2 separate regions of the Sus scrofa genome follow, and region 1 is linked to region 2. A link is a contact called in public Hi-C data. All regions are on one chromosome and are shown on one strand. Each heading gives the region's core, a stretch centred on a gene start, on an enhancer-like site or on the middle of the called end of the contact. The rest is flanking DNA. Distances are from core to core; before and after follow the strand shown.

Evidence for each region. Hi-C and Micro-C count contacts between places; a contact is called where the count stands out from the background.
Region 1: a contact with region 2 is called in a Hi-C map of embryonic fibroblasts, with 3 times the contacts expected there. The contact joins two enhancer-like sites. A contact is called at or near these places in 3 of 47 Hi-C or Micro-C datasets (embryonic fibroblasts, epiblast stem cells and subcutaneous adipose tissue) and 1 of 2 datasets of contacts at active chromatin or transcription factors (skeletal muscle).

Annotation. Positions count from the first base shown.
Region 1 is chr3:14,700,352-14,703,051 of Sscrofa11.1, forward strand. All of the region lies in intron 5 of AUTS2 (AUTS2, activator of transcription and developmental regulator), which reads left to right. Among named protein-coding and RNA genes, the nearest start is that of GALNT17, 320 kb to the right of the region's middle. Within about 2 kb of position 1,345, at least 47 of the 83 cell types and tissues checked have an H3K27ac peak or open chromatin away from gene starts, as enhancers often do. A contact at or near this core is called in embryonic fibroblasts, where this site is marked.
Region 2 is chr3:13,413,640-13,416,425 of Sscrofa11.1, forward strand. It overlaps the pseudogene LOC100514397. Among named protein-coding and RNA genes, the nearest start is that of AUTS2, 150 kb to the right of the region's middle. Within about 2 kb of position 1,437, at least 3 of the 83 cell types and tissues checked have an H3K27ac peak or open chromatin away from gene starts, as enhancers often do. A contact at or near this core is called in embryonic fibroblasts, where this site is marked.

The DNA of each region.
Region 1 (2,700 bases), core at 95-2,594, 1.3 Mb after region 2:
CTTTCGGGCAGGCGCTACACAGGGCGCTAGAGAACACATGACGGTAAATGTTAGGATGATAGTAATTGTGCATTCAGTGAGGCTGTGGCTTTGCTTTAATCCTTTCCCTGCATCTGGCGGTCACAACCAGCGCCACATTTGTGGATGGAAGGTGTATAAATGACAGTGGATTTGAGGACTAAGGGGAGGGGCACTTGTAACGGCCACTTCATGCGCTGGTATCCTTGAGCCGCTGTGTTCAGCCTTTGACCAGGCGGGGATAAGGTTGGATTAAGTACTTTCTTCGAATACTAGACTCTGGCTGCGCACCCCCCCCCCGCCTCCATTTTCAACAATGTACTTATTGAACACCTACTATGTGCCAGGTGGTTTCCATAACTTACTTTCTCATTTCTCATCACAACTACCCTGAGAGCTGGCTCTCTGCAGATGTGACTGGCCTAGTGGCAATACAGCCCCAGCCTGTGGGCCTAGTGGCCTTTCCCTGCCGCGGCGCAGTCGTGGAAGCCGCAGCTGCGGGGAGGACACGGCAGTGCCCGCCGCGCCCGCCCGCCGGGAAGGCGGCCGTGGGGACCTCGGGCCCGAGCCGCGGGGGTGGGAGGGGGAAGCGACAGCTGTCGAGGCCGAGCCCGGGGACTGCGCCCCCGCGGGGCCGACCCGGCGCCGGGGCCGAGAGGAGGGGCGGCGAGGGGCGGGGCGCGCGGGGCGGGACGGAGGAGGGGCGGCGGCACCGGCGGCTCGGGCTCGGCGCGCCGAGGAAGTCCCGCTCCGAGAGCTGCGAGCGTCTGGAGGAGGCGCGCTCGGCGCAGTCGGGGAGCGAAGTCCGGAGCGAGGGGCCCCTGTGCCGCCGCCGCCCCCTCCCGCCACCCGTCCAGCCAGGGAACCCGCGGCGCCGGCGGCCGATGGAGTTTACTTGAGCGGCGAGCCGGCGGGAGAGGCAGGCGCCCGCGAGCGGAGCGCGGGCCGGAGCCGAGCCAGCCCTAGGCGCTGCCCGTCCGCCCGCGAGCTCCGGCCGGGAGGCGCCGCCGGCCCCGCGTAGCCCGCCCGGCGCCCCGGCCGCTGCAGCGCCGCCCGCGCCGCGCGCCAGTGAGATCGGCTCCGAATAAAGACTCCCAGAGCGTCTCCTCCAGCGCCGCGGCGGTGGCGGCGGGACCGGGACCGGGACTGGTCGGCCCGCGGTGCTGCTGGAGAGGCGGGAGCGGCAGTCGGGGAGCCCGAGGCGGCCGCCGGGGAGAAGCCGCCGCCGCCGCCGCCGCCGCCGCCGCGCGCCCTCCTCCTCCTCCTCCCTCTCCCTCCTCCCCTCCGCACATGGTCTCCTTTGTCCTGTCGCCGCCGCCGCCTCGCTCTTAGCTCCGCGCGCCGCGGCCGCGGCTCGGGCCGCTCCTCTCCGCCTCGCCCGCTCGCCGGCCCGCCCGGGACGCCCCTCCGGTCCCCGCCGTGCCCCGCGGCCCCGCGCGCCGCCGGAGCCGCCCGGAGGCAGCGGGCGAGCGCCGGCTGGGCGCTCCCTCCCGGCCGCCCGCCCGTCGCCGCCGCCCGCTTGGCCTCGGCCGCGCTGGATGTGTGCAGGCGCTGGCGCTCGGCCGCCCCGGAGCTGCCGCCCGTACGGATTTGGTTGGCGTGCCTCCGCTTTCAGACTTTCACCTGGAAAGGAGAGACTCGCGCGGACGGAGCCCGGTCGGAGTTGGGCGTTTTCTCTTCGTGTGTTTGGCTGGCTTTCCCCCTGGTCTCTGACGATCCCCCATCGTGAGCCTTGCTCTGGAACCAAACCATGAACTTGGGGCTGACAGGACTGCTTAACCCTTTACGACCAGGTAATGCAGCCCCGGGGGCGCGGCTCCCTCGCTTGCCGCCGGTGGTCGGGAGGGAGCGGCGGGCCGGGGGTCTTTTGTTGCGGCGGCCGGGCCGGCGGGCAGGGGTGGCAGGGGCGAGCTCCTCGCGTCTGGCGCGCCCGAACCCCCCGCCGCCACCCCTCCTCCCTCCCGCCGCCCGCCCTCCCTCCGCGGCCCGGTCGCCCGCCTTTGTACTTTCCTCCCCTGGCCCGCCGGGCTCCGGCGGGGAGCGGCGGCGCGAGCGGCCGGAGCTACGCGGTCGTGCCCGGGGACCGGAGCCGCCCCGAGGGGCTGCGCCTGCCTCCGGCCGGGGCCTGGCACCCGCTCGGGCTAGAGCTCTGGGCGCTGCGCTCGCTACCGGTGCCGGGGGTAGCGCTTCCCCGCGCAGAGGTCGGGATCCTGGCCCGCACGCGCGGTGCCCAGGGAAGCGAAAGGAGAGCTGGGCTGGGATCGCGGCCGCTGGGCAAAGAACTCGCACCCAAGTTTCGGGGAGGTTTCTCTTTTCTGGTTGCAAAGCCCCTCCGGGTGCGGGTGCGGGTGCGGAGGGCCGTCCGCGGGGTCCGCGAGCGAAGGGAATGAAGGTGGACCTTTAACAGGAGAGGCTGCGTCCCACCCCTGTCTGCTCCTCCGAAGGCTTTTATTCGTTTTCCTCATTCTCCGTGTTCCTTCCTTCAATCTCTTTGACTTATTTAACTTTTCTTTAAACACCAACTACGGCGTCTAGCAATTTTTCAGTATTAACCCCCCCCCCATAAAAAACAGCCAAGAGGGAGCTTTGTTTTTCTATCCTTTCTAGATGCAGCCACTTCACGCCCTCACTCTCCGAAACCGAGCGAGGGGGATGAAACGAAATGGCGAGCAAAACCTGAAG
Region 2 (2,786 bases), core at 187-2,686:
GCAAACGAGGAGAATCCCCAAAGAGTGAGGAGTAAGGCTAATGGCTGCCACGCATAGCAAGGCGAAAGCAAAAACATCGCTTTTCTTTTTGGAATGATTTTGGTTTTAGTATAATAAGTAGAAATTTGGAGGGAAACAAATGTAGAATATACAAAAATGTCCTAAAAGGAACTGGCATCTTCGAGGGAGCCTCAAACTAAATCTGGGATCACTGCCTCTAGGACGCCGGAAATAATAAGCTCAGGACCCGTGCCCCCTGGAGACAATGTGTGCTGTGAGGAACTGGCCAGAGGATGGCGCTGTTTCCCTTGTCTGAGGGACCAAGGAGGCATTTATTGGCCTCAATAATATATTAGTGTTAGTCTTTCTTTCAGTCTTCCTTATCCTTTTTTTTCCCCCTTAAAAGAGATTCAGAAGCATCTCAAGCAAATCTCCAGGTAGTTGGGAAATAGATTCAAATCCACTCTCAATGAACAGCAACATTCCAGAGGAGGGATGCTTTGCAGTAAGGAAGTTCATGGGAAAGACCAAGGAGAATGTGGTTACCTCCCCCTTTGGTCATGTGACTTAATCTACCATTAATCTACCATTAAGTGTGCTTGGAAAGATCTGGCCACTGTTAGACCCCGGGATTTTTGGTGTCATTGCTTTGTTTTGTTTTTGAAACCTTAAATCCCACAAACATTTTTATTATAAAGATGAACCCTGATAGTTGTGGTGGGCTTATCGGCAAGATTTCTGATAGCAAGCATGGGCACCAAGACCTCCAAACTATCTGGATTCACAGCAACGAGGATCAGCTACCAGGAGTCATACAGGATGGGGATGTCTTTGATCTCCTCCTTGGAAGCCTCGTCCATGTTATTTCTGGTAATAGGCCACCAAGGCTTCGGAGATGGACTGGCAGGTTGCGTAAATCTGGGCCACGTGACCGCCACCCTTCACTCAGTCGAGGATGTGCACACCAGCAAACCACTCCTTGCCCAGAAGCAGAAAAGGTTCCAGAAGCTTGTACTGCAGCCTGTGTGGTTTGATCATCTCCGGGGGCCACCCTTTCACTTGGATGAGGCCATTACCTCGTGTGCAGTGCCCCACGGCTGTGGATGTCTTTTTGCGTCCAAAGACCTGCACCAACGGTGGAGGGCCCTTGGACAGCATGGCTGCAGGCTAGACAGTAGTTCCAGCTCCTGGGGGTTTTCATCTATAAACTGGAAACAATTCAAACCACCTTAGAGACAGGCTTCAGAGTAATGATGGGAAAAGCTAGAGGGCTACCTCAGCTTTTCCTCCCAAGAGTCAGTGAGGCCTGAAAATCTCCACCCACTCCTAAGGCCCAGGTAGAAAGTCACTCCCCTCTCAGTGCCTGCTTCCTGACAGGCCTGTGAAAGGCAAGGAAGAATCGGTGTGGCTGAGGCATAGAAATGAGGTCGATCCAGGCTGTGGTCTTGCGCTTGAATCGTGAGCAATTGCCTACATGAGTCAGAACTTATGCAGTTGGTATATGAGCTCCAATGAAGGAAGTGACATGTGCAGCAAAGGATATAAATTCAGAAGAGAAATGTCAGGAGATGACACAGAACCCAGCACGACCAGAGGCTGAATCACACTGAGCTCAGACTCAGGTCCAAATAGGCACCTCAAACTGAAAATGTCAAACACCCAGCTCCAAGCCTCTGTCCTCACCTGCTCCACACACAGCCTTCCCGTCTCAGGTAACAGCAACGCCATCCTTCCAAGCCCTCAGTCGGAGCCTGCTTAACTGCTCCCTCTCTCTCATATCTCATATCTCACATCCAATCCCATGGGCTCTGTCTTCAAGATAAACCCCCAAACCTCCTTCTCATCACCCCCGCTACACCCCCGGCCCCGGTTCAAACCATCGTCATCTTCTGCTAGTCTTCTTGTGGGAGCCTCTTAACTGGTCTCTCCACTTCCACCTTTGCCCACCATTCACCTTCTTCCCAACATAGCAGTCAGAGGGATCCTCTTAAAATCAAAGTAGGATGACACCTTAAAAGAACAAACCCATAAAAGAACTGATAAACTGGTTTGCATCAAAATTAAAACTTCTGTTCAGAGGACATTTTTAAAGAATAATAATAATGGGGAGGGAACAGGAGGGGGGGTGGGAGGAGAAGCAGCAGCAAGCCACACACCAGGAGAAAATATTTGCGAAGCACATATCTGACAAAGAACTTGTACCCAGAACATATAAAGAACTCTCACAATTCAAAAAGAGGAAAATAATCCAATTTTAAAAACTGGGCAAACAATCTGAACAGACACTTCACCAAAAATAAGATATGCGGATGGCAAATAAGCACATGAATAAATGCTCAACATGAATAGCCATTAGGAAAATGCAAATTAAAACCACGGTGAGCTACCACTACCCAGGAGTTTCCATCATGGAGTAGCAGAAATGAGTCCAACTAGGAACCATGGGGTTGCAGATTCGATCCCTGGCCTTAATCAGTGGGTTAAGGATCCACCGTTGCCGTGAGCTGTGGTGTAGGTCACAGACACAGCTCAGATCTGATGTTGCTATGGCTGTGGCATTGGCCAGCAGCTGTAGCTCCAATTCAACCCCTAGCCTGGGAACTTCCATATGCTGCACGTGCAGCCCTAAAAAGCAAAAAAAAAAAAAAAAAAAAAATCCACCCACCCTATGATCCAGCCATTCCACTTGTATGTATTTACCCCAGAGAATAGGAAGCATATGCCCATATAAAGACTTATACAGGAATGTCCGCAGCAGCTTCATTTTTAATAGCCAAAAGCTAGAA